Regions from separate parts of the Mus musculus genome. Here all the other regions are linked to region 1. Evidence: chromatin contacts called from public promoter capture Hi-C data. All regions are on one chromosome and are shown on one strand. Each heading gives the region's core, a stretch centred on a gene start, on an enhancer-like site or on the middle of the called end of the contact. The rest is flanking DNA. Distances are from core to core; before and after follow the strand shown. Region 1 holds the start of Spopl (speckle-type BTB/POZ protein-like). Region 2 holds the start of Apbb1ip (amyloid beta (A4) precursor protein-binding, family B, member 1 interacting protein). Region 3 holds the start of Abi1 (abl-interactor 1).

Region 1 (4,641 bases), core at 878-3,377:
GAAACAAGACAATGATTAAGACAATCAAACACAAATGCCTTTCATGCCTTGTCACAAATAAGACCGCAGAAAAACTGTCCCAAAAGTTCTACAAAAGCACAATGCTATTTTTCTACACAACCTAAAGGAAGCCTCAGTGTCTAGATCCCAATTTTTAAAAATAAACGATATTTAGAAACGTGAGAAGCTTATCTCAATTAGCCAGCTAGGAAAGAGCAAGTCTGAGGGACAGCAAAGGATAACAGACTCTAAGTCATTCTGTATGACTGCAAACCTTACTCAACAGGTGAGTGAACTTTAGTAAACAGGTAAAGGCTTAGGAATATGAATGAATGTCTTTGCCTCCTGTAATTCAATATAAAAGCCATGTGTAGGCTACCAACTCAGCTCTGAATATTTCACCTATAGTGATAATATTGTTATGTATTTTTTCTACTGTGAAAAAAATCTGCTATGTATTTTTTCAGAAAAAATCTGAAAGCAATGATAGAGTTTTACAAGTTCCAAACAGATATTTGAAACAGGAACTCATCGATTTTCCTATGCAAAAGTAGGGAACATAAATAAAGCTAAAACATGTATTTGAAATACACACACACACACATACACACACACACACACACACACATTAATTGGCATAATAATGCAGTACAAACCTTATATACACCAAAAGTGGACGTTAAGTAATAACAACACAGTACCTCTCAATTCTTACTTTCCTCTCTTAGAATCAACTTACCAGCACTTGAATAGAATCAGGCTATAAAAGGGTAACATTTCAGAAGCACTTAGCACATTCCAGGCCCTGACAGGTACTTTACCTGCATTTCATTTGTTCAAGCACTACTACCAAAGAGTATTGTCACCACCTTCTTTATAGCTATACGACTACTAAAGGCTGGAAAAGATAAGTGACTTTCTCAAAGCCAGAACCGAGCTTGCTGGGTAGAATGTTCGGCAATTCAACTACTCTCTGAGCTCCTAACCATGGAGCAACATTTCTCTTAGGAATGTGGGAATAATAATTTGAAATATTCTGCCACTTCTATCATGAGGGGTGGGGGGAATGTAATTTCCCCAGTCTTTTACTACTTCTCCTTCCACCCCAATAAAGAGGAGGTTTCAACTGTACAAGAATATAAGTAAAGTCTCCTAGTGGGGCAAACTAAGCCCAAAATTATTCAGATATATGCGAAGTGTCAGACACCAGGGGAAAATGGGCAGACAGCTTAGGCACTGTATTCAGTCATGGAAATTGAAGGAGTGGCTTTTATTTCTATAGGGACTGTCAATTTCTTGGAGGGCGAAAATTCTATCATTCTTTTCCTTTCGGTCAACACAAACATGCATACCTAAGATAGAGAATTAACAGGAAAGACAGCAGCAAAAGATAAAAAGGGAAGACACATTTCTATATTCAAGAACTGACCCTAATCATGGGGCTGGCTTGTCATGTCCTGGTAAATATGAGCTGTTAGGGGCAAGAATGTGGTTGGAGACGGACACTCCTGGTCCGGGGAGCTTAAGGCGCCCTAAAATGAGCTAACAGGGACGACAGCTTTCAGAACCCATTTGAGAGGACGGATGAAGACTATCGGGGTGCAGTTCTTTGCTTCAGGAAGACAGGAGAAGGCATAAAAGTGCGGGCGTAGTAGATTCCTGGATGCAGATGAGGAAGGAGTTAGACTCGAGCAAAGGGGGACCGGGGAGCGCAGCACTGCACTCCGGAAGGGACATGGACGTCCAGAGGAAGCAGAACCGCCTAAGGGAGAGAGGGGCAGGGCCGTAGGGCGTGGGCCGGAGCACCAAGGACTGGAAAGCTGAGAGGGAGGCAGCCCAGCACCGGCCGGCGGCCGGAACACCTACCCGGACACGCGGGGCGGCGGGCGGGCCCTCGGCGGCCCCGGGGACCGAGGCTGAGGCGGCGGCGAGCTCCTGCAGCGGGCACCCCCCGGCCAAGCCGCATCCTCCTCCCGGCCTCCCTCCTTGTCCTCACCGGCTGCTAAACTTCTTCCCCAAGATTAAACACACCCGCCGCCAAAGAGTGCGCCTAGCCCGAGCCCGCTCTAGGTGTTGAGGCTCGGGCGTCCAGTTTCCGCCCCGCCAGTCATCAGGGCGCGTGCGCCAAGTAGCTTTTCCTGCTCCGAGGCCCGGAACTTCCGGCGGCGGCTTTGCGAGCAATTTCCTGCTTCCCATATACCTCGCAACTACCGATAGGAAGTTTTCCCCGAGCAATAGATAGATGATTGATAGATAGATGATAGATAGATAGATAGATAGATAGATAGATAGATAGATAGATAGATAGATAGATAGATAGATAGATAGATAGATAGATAGATGATAGATAGATAGACAGACAGATAGATAGAGGTAGATAGGAAGTTTTCCCCGAGCAATAGATAGATGATTGATAGATAGATGATAGATAGATAGATAGATAGATAGATAGATAGATAGACAGACAGATAGATAGATAGATAGAGGTAGGTAGGTAAGTAGGTAGGTAGGTAGGTAGGTAGGTAGGTAGGTAGATATAGGTAGATGATAGGTAGATAGGTAGATAATAGGTAGGTAGCGATAGGTAGATTAGATAGATACATAGATACATAGATAGAAGCCCAGGGATGCCCGGAGCGATAGATAGATAGATAGATAGATAGATAGATAGATAGATAGATAGATAGATAGATAGATAGATAGAAGCCCAGTGATGCCTCCTGACTCAGAAAATCCTGTTACAGTGAGGAAACAGTGAGGCCCTGTGCCCATTAAGACTGCATCTGGGTGTAACGTTTGCTCACCTCCCATTCTGACCCCCAAACTGTATTAAAAGCTGAAACCCAAGTCTGTGTGGGTAAATAGTTGCACGTAAGGCATTTTAGGTTGGAGGGAATGAAGGGGACTTTTCATACAAGAAAGGAGTCTGTAGAGTTCCTTTGTACAAGATCAGCCAACAACTGGAGAGTGAACCGTACTAAACTAAAAATGGTAATATTAAGGTTACTGCTTCCTTTCTTTAGCCATTTGGAGTTTATAGAAATGGATGATACCACAACTTGGTTATTGGCACTCTTACATTAGCTACTTGTCCTATTCCTGCAACAAAATACCCCAGGAAAGCCATGTACGGAAAGAGGGATTTATTTGGATTGCTAAGAAAACACAGTCCATCGTGGCAATAAAGACATGGTAATGGGAGCTTAAGGCAGCAGGTCACATTGCATCCAGTGTGCAGAAGCACAATGATGAATCCAGACTGTCAGATCACCTTTTTTGGACTTAGTCTGAGACTTATCAAGTTAACAAACATAACTACCACAATCCAGCCCCTAGTTAACTGAACACCCAGGTAACAACAGAGAAATCTTATGCTCTGCAAACAGAATCAGTAGCTAAAGGAATATATTTATTTGGGAATGAGGAAACAGGCACACAGCAGACACAGAAAAAGACCCTGTGCAAAGCAGAATAGTGGGTGACTTAATAGACAAAAATGAAATCTTTTCTTGAGGGTTAGGCTATTAAAGCCCTGAACTTTTTTTCCTACCTTACTTTGGAGGTTGCTCAGTTTGAAGAAAGATAGGATGGTTGATTGTTTCTCAAGTTGTGTAACATGTCCTGAACTGTTGAGTCAGTCCATCAACAGGAGCTTATGGGCTGAAGACAAAGGCTACAAGGCTTTGGTCTCAAGTCAAGAAGGTCAGGAAGAAGCTGGCCTGTTGGGGACAAAAAATAAAGGGGGGGCCCGGGGGCAGGGAGAAATGGGATAGGAAAAAGACCCTATTCTCTGGTCAGTCAGGGCTGCTACCTACACTATCCACCCATCCCTGGGTGGGCATTCCTCTATCCCACTCTTCAGGGGGTGGCCAGGGGGCAGCCCTGCCTGGGACAACCCCCCAGAGCTACTTTGCTAAAGCCACCAGGGTTGTAGGAGAGATGGATGAGGGGAAGAAGTTCCCAACACTGACCAGATTGTGCAGTGGGCCTTGATGGAGCAGAGACGAGACTCTATTCTTTAAGAGCTTTATTATAGAAATACAGGGGAAAGAAAGAAGGTAGAAAGGAGGAAGAGAGAGGGAGAGAGAGAGAGAGAGAGAGAGAGAGAGAGAGAGAGAGAGAGAGAGAGAGAGAGAGAGAGGACAAAGGGAAAGGGAAGAGGAGAGAGAAGTGAGAGGTGAGAGGACAAAGCAAGGTGGGGGCTGAGCACCCCTTTTTATGGTCTTCACCATTGCTAGGTAACTGGGGAGGAGTTTAGCCTGAAGGTCAGAAGCTTAGCTACTGACCATGCTTCCCTTGTGGGGGCTGTGGGAGGTGGTACCTTAGGCAGGGGCTGGAGTTCCAGGAGCATGAGGGAACACCTACCATGTCATGTAGGTGAATTCTAACCATCGGGGTTCAGACCTCAGCTCAACTGGAGACCAGCCTGCAATTCCCCACACTGGCCATCTTGGAAATTTGACACCTTTAGTACCAAACCATGGCCCTCTCTCCCTATCTGTTTGCCTACCAGGGAGTCTTTCTAACTTCAGTCATTATGCTCTCTCAGAGATCACCTTAACTGCCCTTATGAGGGCCTGAAGTTTGGCAGTGACTCAGAGGAGTATATATCTAAGGAACCATTGAATTTCCTCTATTATA
Region 2 (4,641 bases), core at 1,466-3,965, 800 kb before region 1:
TTTTAGCAATCCCCATGGTACAGCCAGGGTGATTTCTTTCTGAAACACAATCCCTCCATTGCAGTTCCAAGTCTGATTGAACATAGTTTTGTTATCCTTAGGATTTGAGGACAAATCTTTGACTTGATTAACTTGAGTGGTTCCTGTTTACCTTTCTATAGAGGCTGACCTCTGGGTTAGTTACCAGAGCTGCTAGTGACTCAGGTCACACTGTTTCTAAACCCTCTGGCAGTCCCCCATCTCCACCCAGAGCCCATCAGCAAATCACAGTTCCTACTGTTAGTACGCTATTGGAAGCTACCATTATTTTAATGTTAATATTTATTTTTCTCTTTGAGAAAAAAAAATCTCCTTAAGTACTCCAGGCTATACTTGAACATAGAACTCCCCTCTCGCTCCCCACCCCCACCTCTGTAACTCAACTAGTGCTGGGATTAGGGGCTTGAGCCACAAGTTGGGTTCAGCAACCACCATTTACAACCAACCGTTTCATCTGAAGTGTTGCCACAAACCAGTAAGGGTAAAGTTAAGTATAATTCATTCATATTCTTCTTCCTCCCTCTTCCCTCCATCCCTCTCTTCTCTCTCCTCTTCCTCCCACTCAACTGCTTTTCTAAGTGTTCCTTAAACCGTATGATGACTTCTAGAATAAATCAAAGAACGTACCCAGTTGTTATATTCCTACTACTATCTGTCCATTATTATTACAGTACAACCCGAAGTCCTCTGACTGACCACAGGTCCTACTTAATCCGGCTCTTGCTCACATTCTCCCCTCATCCTCTACCTCTGCCTGCCTCTTTCACCCTACTGCAACCCTGACATCTTATCTTTCTGCTCTTGGCTCAACACACCCCATTGATCATCTCTTGGGATGCTTTTCGAGCTTCTGAATGACTGGTCCTTATCATCAGAACTCTCTGACCATCTTTTCTCTTCGGGAGAATCGCTCTCCATCCTGTTGCTTGTTTTTGCTTTCTGTTGCTCTCAATGGCATCCCACCTCACTACATCAGCCTCTACAACCATCTTGTCATCGTGTCCTTCATAACCTCGTCTCTTTTCCATTCTCTTCTCGCCACCCAAGGCCATACTGTTACTAGTTTCCTTGATGTTTTTCCAGGCTCTTCAAGGGCTGTCCTAAATGAAGACTTTAGAGGTATCAACCTTTCTTTCTAGGATATTCTTGTGTAAAACTCCTAACATCATTGGATGGCTCCTTTCATTTAGGTCCGACTCAAATGCTGGTCATAAGGTTGATCTTTTTCCACAACTCCAATTGACATAGAAGCCCTATCAGCATAACCATTACTTTATACCGTCACCTTTTATTCTTTCTCAGCATGTTGACTATGCAGTGTATTAGCTGTTTTCTGTGGAGTAGGGTGTGCCATCCAGCAAAGCAGCAATCCTTTCTGTTACTGCTGTTTATGTTCTTCTTAGACAAACTATATATAGTCTCCCATTGAGTACTGGAACTATCTGAAATTAATTATATGTCTAATTTATATCTTCATGTCTCCACCATTTTGCCTTACAGTGAACCCTTAAAGACACAGCTGTGTAGAGGAAGAGAAATTAACTCAATCATCATTTAAAATCATAATTGATTTTAGTGGCTGTATTTTCAGATCTCCCTAAACACTTTCTCTCAGAGTGAGTCCCAGTCAATCTTGTGATATACAAGCTATGAACAAACAAAATCATAAGAACAAAACCAGAAAGTGATCTTGGTGGCACATGAGAGGCAGGAGGATCTCTATATGTTCGAAGCCAGCCTGATATACATTGTAAGTTCGAGGACAGCCAGTGTGACAATTACACTCTGACTTTAAAAAATAAAGATGTTGGAGGGACCACAGCCCATCATCAGAGTAGTCTCCACTGAGAACAGACACCTGCTGAGCCCTTCCTTTACCTCCACCCAGGGAAAGATCTACTCTGGCACAAAGGCCATCACACTGCACCACTTCTCTGTCCACCCTAACTGGAACGTCCCCTTCTGGGCTGGTCCAGGAAGTCTTAGACAATGGCAGATTGAGGAAGTGCAGCGAGGGTTGAGGTAAAGACATAGAAGGCTGTTGCAAAATAAGCTGGCCCCTTTACCCTTTGTGGAACTTAATAGATTGGGATTGATCCACACGATGTGAAAATAAACGGAAGACAGGCCTCAACAGAAGCAGAGGGTCCTTTTATTAAAACAGTGAAAGGAGGCAGTCTTGGGGGAAGTGGAGGCTGCGCAGATGCTCAGGGAGCTTGACGGTTTTGTGGGGCAGAAAAGGGAACTTACATCTGTTCCGCTCAAGTCTCAAAATTGTAACCAACGTAGGTTGATATTTAGATCTCCTTGGGAACTAACTGCCTGCAGGTGTTACTGACTGGTGAACTCTCTTGTAGGGAGTTTCTCAGCTAATCTGAGACTTTTAGTCCTGAGCACCCCTTGAGCACTAACCCTTCAGACTAGCATCTGGGCGTTAGTCTCAGACTCTTACAAAGAACACAAGACCCACACAGATGAGAGAAGGCTTTCTCTGACCTTAGGGCAGGAAGTGTTTTCTTCCAGGGGTGGACAGGGTTTGGAAAAAACAACCCGAACTTGCTAAACTTGCGGAGCCCTTTAGGCGGGGCTTGGTGTCTGTCTATTCTCCTCCAGGGCTTTGCTAGCTAGCACCTCCGTGCAAAGCCGAGAGTCTGCGCCGCCGGGTGGGCAGGGCTCAAAGCACTTCCTCCTCCCTGAGCCCACGTCCTCGCCTCGAGGCCGGTCCAGCCCAGAGGCGCCAACCACTCATCTCTGCTCATTCCGGTGCACTTAGGCTCAACCCGGCCCATCTCTGGCTCAGCCCCGCGCATCTCTGCACAGCCTCCTCGCATCTCTGCAAGCCCCCCTCGCACCCTCCTCCCAGCAGTCAAGGTAAGCGGCACCCTAGTCCTGCGCACGGGTTTGGGGTACTCAGGCTGCCACACTGCGTGTCCTATGGGGGTGGGGGAGACAACAGTTGTGGCACAGGTCCACGCACCGGCCACGTGAACACGCCCCCCCCCCCTTCCCCTGGCAGCCAGGAAGCTTCAGGTCCCCTGGGCACCTCTTGTGCTCTTGACCTGTGGCTCCCTCTTCTCCCCACTGCGTTTTGTTTTAACAGATTTTCTGCTTAAGAAATGTTACCAGGTCTCAGGGACCCCACATTAAATTGAGCTAATCTTGAAACAAAACATCCCCTGAGGCATTTTAGGGCACCTCACATTAAGTGGTAGTCTGAGGAGACTCATTTGAGAGTCAGAGGACACATAGCTCAAAGTGTTTCCCTTCATTTAAAACTTTAACTGCAGTTCTGCTTTTTGAAGCCTGTCTTTCCCTCTCAGTCTCCTTTTCTTTGTAAAAAATGTGGTAAGGATAAGTTTGAATACCAGACAAGGGTTTCCTAATTTAGTTTGGAGTGAAGATTCAGAAAATGCTTTATATATTGAAAGACAAGAATGCTCTTGTATACCACCACCACCACCACCACCACTGCCACCACCACCGCTAGAACCCCCAGTACAGGCCCCTCGCTCGGACTTTATCACGTGTACCTCTTCATTCCCCTTGGCGATGTATTTCTCAGCTTTCATACCAAGGTGCAGAGTGACATGTGCTCTCCTAGAGCGTCTCAGCATCTCTGTTCAAAGAGTAGTTTTGTGATGGGAACGCCGAGTAAAGGGGAAAACTGAGCAGACAAGAGGCTGTGGGTTTATCCTCCATACCGGCAGTGATATGGTGTGAACAAAAGCAAGTGCGCCAATCTGGGACTCCAAACTGAAACTTCAGAAAAGAAACTTTGGCTTTCATACTAAACCGAGGGTTTTGCCTTCTGGGCCTCCCTAAAATGGGAGCACGTGGGCCTGAAGAGGAATGCTGGCTAGCAAGATAGCAGAAGATAAGAAAAAGAGTCGCTTGTACCCAATGTCCTTCCAGGTGGTGTCTCCTGTCTGATCAGTGAACTCAGAGTCTAGCAAATGTAATGTCATCTTCAAACTATTAGCACTTAACTTGTAAATTCTTATAAATATTTGTGACCTTTCTGGTACTTGGTAGAGATTCCAGTTGTTGCTCTACATCTTTAGGATACTAGCACACAGAGATGAACTTAATTACATTATTTTAACCACACTGGAACTCGGGGATAAATGAGATTATACCACATAAGAATGGAGACACTAACAGTGCTCAGAAGGAATCCGGTGAATCACATGCTGCTTCAATCTTGTATTCAATTCCAGAGGGAAAAGGAGAATGTGCCAACAGACTTTGTTATAAGCTGAAATATAAACACTTTTGATGAGTTTTGTTTCTGAGACATTCCTCTTAAAAAGCAACGTAATTTCTGGTCCTTATGTAAGTTGCCAACATTCCATTGTATTGCATTTCAACAATCCTGAGTTACTAGTTTTTGAGAAATGCAACTTTGAAATGTGTAATTAATTATACATACTCACTGGGCTCTGCAGCATCCACTACATTTTCTTGGAAATTTTATATTCTGAGAGTGTATAGTTCTCCACTATAGTTTCATTGTATGTCACAGATTTTTAAAAAGCTCTAGATATTTTCATATTATATAGTAAGCAATTTATGGACTTCATTGCCATGAATGTGTGAGTTGTG
Region 3 (4,641 bases), core at 784-3,283, 530 kb before region 1:
GTTAAGGCAGCCCTTCTGCTGCTTAAAATGTGTTTTTAAACAGCCATATAGTTTTCAAAACCAAGTTATACAGAAGACACAGGAAGCATTCAACAAGTTTATGAGTAGATTACCAAAGTCAAAGGCTGGAAACGAGAGTAGGAAGACAAACTCCTTGGAGTACCACTCCAGATAGAATGTTACTAATATGGAAAATGACAAATACTCAGACAAGTCTCAAGACAGCATCTCCTTCTGAAAACAAAATCTACAGGAATCTGCTAGAACAGAAATTAGCCGCTCTTGAAAATGATAATCACATGAAAGGCACTTTAAGAAATACTGCAGGTCCAAAGTACAATATTCCTTATTTTTCAAAGACTGTTCTGGTTTTGCCTTATCAACAAGAAATGAATTTCTATTCTCATTATCTGATACAAAGAATTCCACTACTGTATTTGCTTCTAGTGAAAACTGTTAATTTTTACTCAACCATAGGGACAAGTCAAACTACTACATACAATTCACTTACAATCGCTGATAAACACAAGCAAGCATGGCATAGTAAAAGTGCCAAGAATTTCCTGATAAATTAAGGAGCAATTCTATGTTATGACTTAAAGACTACATAATGTTTGCTAATCTACTTTATTCATATTCTTCTATGTATTAACTCAGTATAGAAAGAAATCTCAGAACATAAGCAACCACGATAACACTACTGCGTTCAAGGCCAACAGTCCAAGAACATTTAGAGGAAGAAAAGTATTTAACAGATTTCCCACTGAATTTCCCTATGAATCATTCGTGCTTTATAATAACGAGTATACATTATGCTAAAGCGGAAGTAAATATGAGGAGGTGGAAGAGGAAAAGCCCAACTTGAAAATCGCCAAGCACGCATTTTTCCTTCAATTAAAAGAATTTTAATATGGATTTTATCACACCCTCAGCAGTCACTCTCCGCACTCGATTAGGAGGTCTGTACAAATGTGACTCGTGACAATTTTTTTAAATAAATAAAAGGCACACCCTCTAGGATGAACTGACATAATCACCCTCACCCCACCCTCCAACGACACACACACACCCCACTTTTCCTTCCCTGCCCATTCCTCTCGCAGCTGTCCCAGTCCTAGGCTCATCACACCGGACATGGGGGCGACAGCGAAGTCTGAGCTCCAAGGAGACCAAGGGAGGCTGCGGGATTTCCAGGGGGACCTCAGCCAGGACCGACCCCAGCCAGGGAAGGCTGTGGGGGGTCTTAGGAACCAACCGCAGCCAAAAGAGGCAAAGCTGAATACAGCCCGACTAAGAAGAGCGGCCTGCAGTGAGCGGAGACCGGGAAGGAAAGACTGCCGGGAGCACGTCCCGGCCTGGGAAGGCTGCAGGAAACAGATCCCTGGCGGGGAAAGCGGCGGGGTTTAGGCGCAGACCTCAGCCAGGGCAGGTGGTGGGGAGCACAGCTGGGCCGGGCAGACGGCGAGAAGCAGAGCTCGGCCGGGGTAGGCTTTAGGGAGCAACGCCCGGGCAGGCTGTGGGGAGCACAGGCGGCCCCGGGCAGGCTGCGGGGAGCGGCATCGGGTCAGCGGCGCCCGCGGCGGCCCTGCTCCTCACCCATTTTCTCAAGGCGGCCACTTCCTGTATCGCCGCGGCGGCCGCCGCTCGGGCTGGGGCGGAGGGTGGCGGAGTAGGGCAGTCCCCACGGCGCCCAGCCTGCCTGTCGTCCCAGCCGCCCCCGCCGGCCGCTCAAGCTCCTCACCTGTATATAGTTGTTTTCACAGTAGTCCGCCACCCGGGTCAGGTTCTGGTAACTCTCTATCAGCGCCCTCTTGCCAGACGGGATCTCCTCCTCTAGTAACATCTGCAGCTCTGCCATTTTCCACCCCTCCGCATCGCTTCCTCTCGCATTAAAGAGACAGAGGAAGCTGAGTCCGCCGGGGACCCGAGCTCCGCACAGACCAGACGCCAACCACCCACCCTCCCTCCGCCGGGTATTGTGGGACTGCACCTCCTCCTCTTCCTCCTTACTCTCCCCGCCTCCTCCCCCCCACCCCCTCCACCCAGGACGCACAGCCGCCACAGGCTCACTTTCTCGCGAGAATCATTTCCCCCATGACAACGGGAGTCCCCCACCCATCCACTATAGCAATGCTTTCTGGGAATTGTAGTTTCTTCCTGGCTAGGCCGCGCATGCGTCTAAGGAACTTCCAAAAACTAGGAAGACTTTAAAAAAACCAATACAGTTTTAAATCTTGAGAGTCTTCTTAAGGCCCCAGAAGATGGCGCCACAAGTTGATCTAGACAACGAAATTTTTCCTATGAGAACATTGAAAATTGGCAGAACTTACTTAGGAAAGTCAGTAAGTCAAAGGCATCCAATCAGATAACGATTAAAAATAGAAATCTGAATCCTGACTTCCTCAATTTTGTAAGAGAGACTTTGCCTTCTTAACTTATGCCCCAATTCATTTAAAACCCTGAAAACTATCAATTCTCAGATGTACATCATGCAGTAGTGCTTGATATTGCAGAAACAAATGAAGCAAGGATAATTTGTACCCTAAAGAATTGAAAGAGGGAGCTGGCGAGATGGCTCAGTGGTTAAGAGCAGTGACTGCTCTTCCAAAGGTCCCGAGTTCAAATCCCAGCAACCACATGGTGGCTCACAACCATCCGTAACGAAATCTGATGCCACTCTTCTGGAGTGTCTGAGGACAGCTACAGTGTACTTACATATAATAAATAAATAAATCTTTAAAAAAAAAAAAAAGAATTGAAAGAAAGCCGGATGGTGGTGGCACACGCCTTTAATCCCAGCATTTGGGAGGCAGAGACAGGGGGATTTCTGAGTTCGAGGCCAGCCTGGTCTACAAAGTGAGTACCAGGACAGCCAGGGCTACACAGAGAAACCCTGTCTTGAAAAACCAGGAGGAGGAGGAGGAGGAGGAGGAGGAGGAGAAACTACAGAAGAAGAGGAAAAAATAAGAAAGAAGGAGGAGGAGGAGGAGGAGTTTTTGTCTTGCATTGTACAAAATTGTTTTGTTCTTATTTCTTATCACTTGCTCTGCAAATGTCTCAAAGGGTCTTTGACAGTATTTCAAGCTGTCATATCACCAGAACTATTAAATTATTTTGAAATAATAGGCTATGAAAAGAGTTGCCTAAATTTAAATATTATTTACAGACCTATATTTCCAGTCCTCTCTGGGACTCACTGAGAATCACAATTTTTGAAGTAACAACAGTACTCAGCAAACTTTTGGAAATTGTTGTTGAAAACAATGACAATAAATATTGACAAAGACATGGGGAATGGCAAATCTTAGACACTGGTACCAGAAATGTAAATTAGTTCAGCCACAATGGAAACCAGGGTGGAAGTTCCTCAAAAAGCTAAAAATAGAGCTAACTAACATATGATTCAGCCCCACCACTTCCTGGTATATGCCCAAAGGACTGTATGTTTACATACCACAGAGATACATGCACATCTGTGTTTATTGCTGTTCTCAACAGCCAAGATCTGGGCCCTCCACAGGTGTTCATCGAGAAGGACTGCATTCGTTACTTTTCTTTGTTTCCTTTTGTTCCTCCCAAATATTAAAACGTTACACGTGTGAGAGTATGTCTGTTTGTGGGTGTGTGCACATGAGTGTAGGTGCCTGCTGAGACTAAACACAGTACATGTCCCTAGAACTAGAGTTATAGGCACTTGTGAGGTACCCAACATGAGGACTCAGAGCTGTTCTCCAGTCCTCTGCAAAAGTAATACATGCACTTAAGCACTGAGCCATCTCTCCTGTCCCCCTTCATTTATTTATATATTATAATTTTAATTAAGATATAACTATATATAATATATAATTTTAAATTATAATAAAATCATAGCATCCCTGCTTTTCTTCCTCCAACTCTCCCTATGTAGCCCCCCATTTTCTCTTTCTCAAAATCATGACCTCTATTTCTTAAATTAGTATGTGTATGTATATGTGTATGTGTATAGCTTCCAAAACATGTAAACCTACCTGCTCAGTCTCTATAATCCATATGTATGTACATTATGTCAAGGCTGACCTTGACATTGGATATCCAGTTCGGGTGCTCTTCCTTGGGAATGACTATTTCTCTTGCTAGCTTCCGATAGCTCTTTGTCAAGGGTTGAGGGTGGATGAGATTTCCTCTTCCTGTTAATAATATCTGTTCCTGTTCTAATTCAGGTCTTGTTTAGATAGCCATGTTGATGAAACTTAGTGGGTGAGGCTTTGTTGTCATTTCTTTTTTTTTTTTAAATATTCTTTTCATTACGTATTTTCCTCAATTACATTTCCAATGCTATCCCAAAAGTCCCCCATACCCTCCCCCCACTCCCCTACCCACCCATTCCCACTTTTTGGCCCTGGCGTTCCCCTGTACTGGGGCATATAAAGTTTGCGTGTCCAATGGGCCTCTCTTTCCAGTGATGGCCGACTAGGCCATCTTTTGATACATATGCAGCTAGAGTCGAGAGCTCCGGGGTACTGGTTAGTTCATAATGTTGTTGCACCTACAGGGTTGCAGATCTCTCTAGCTCCTCCATTGGGGGCCCTGTGATCCATCCAATAGTTGACTGTGAGCATCCACTTATGTGTTTGCTAGGCCCCGGCCTAGTCTCACAAGAGA

The links. Promoter capture Hi-C pulls out the DNA fragments that hold promoters and counts their contacts.
Region 2: a promoter capture Hi-C map of pre-B cells shows a contact between it and region 1. The contact joins the promoter of Apbb1ip here to the promoter of Spopl in region 1. A contact is called at or near these places in 1 of 39 promoter capture datasets (pre-B cells) and 2 of 115 datasets of contacts at active chromatin or transcription factors (the 230-238 cell line and memory CD8 T cells).
Region 3: a promoter capture Hi-C map of the HPC-7 cell line shows a contact between it and region 1. The contact joins the promoter of Abi1 here to the promoter of Spopl in region 1. A contact is called at or near these places in 7 of 39 promoter capture datasets (3T3-L1-derived adipocytes, the HPC-7 cell line, erythroid cells and 3 more) and 3 of 115 datasets of contacts at active chromatin or transcription factors (large pre-B cells, memory CD8 T cells and trophoblast stem cells).

What each region holds. Positions count from the first base shown.
Region 1 is chr2:23,569,977-23,574,617 of GRCm38.p6, forward strand. It overlaps Spopl (speckle-type BTB/POZ protein-like), which reads right to left and starts at 2,128. Exons shown (of 11, transcript NM_029773.2): 1 at 1,867-2,128.
Region 2 is chr2:22,771,612-22,776,252 of GRCm38.p6, forward strand. It overlaps Apbb1ip (amyloid beta (A4) precursor protein-binding, family B, member 1 interacting protein), which reads left to right and starts at 2,716. Exons shown (of 14, transcript NM_019456.2): 1 at 2,716-2,910.
Region 3 is chr2:23,038,208-23,042,848 of GRCm38.p6, forward strand. It overlaps Abi1 (abl-interactor 1), which reads right to left and starts at 2,034. Exons shown (of 11, transcript NM_001077190.3): 1 at 1,742-2,034. The coding sequence starts at 1,858.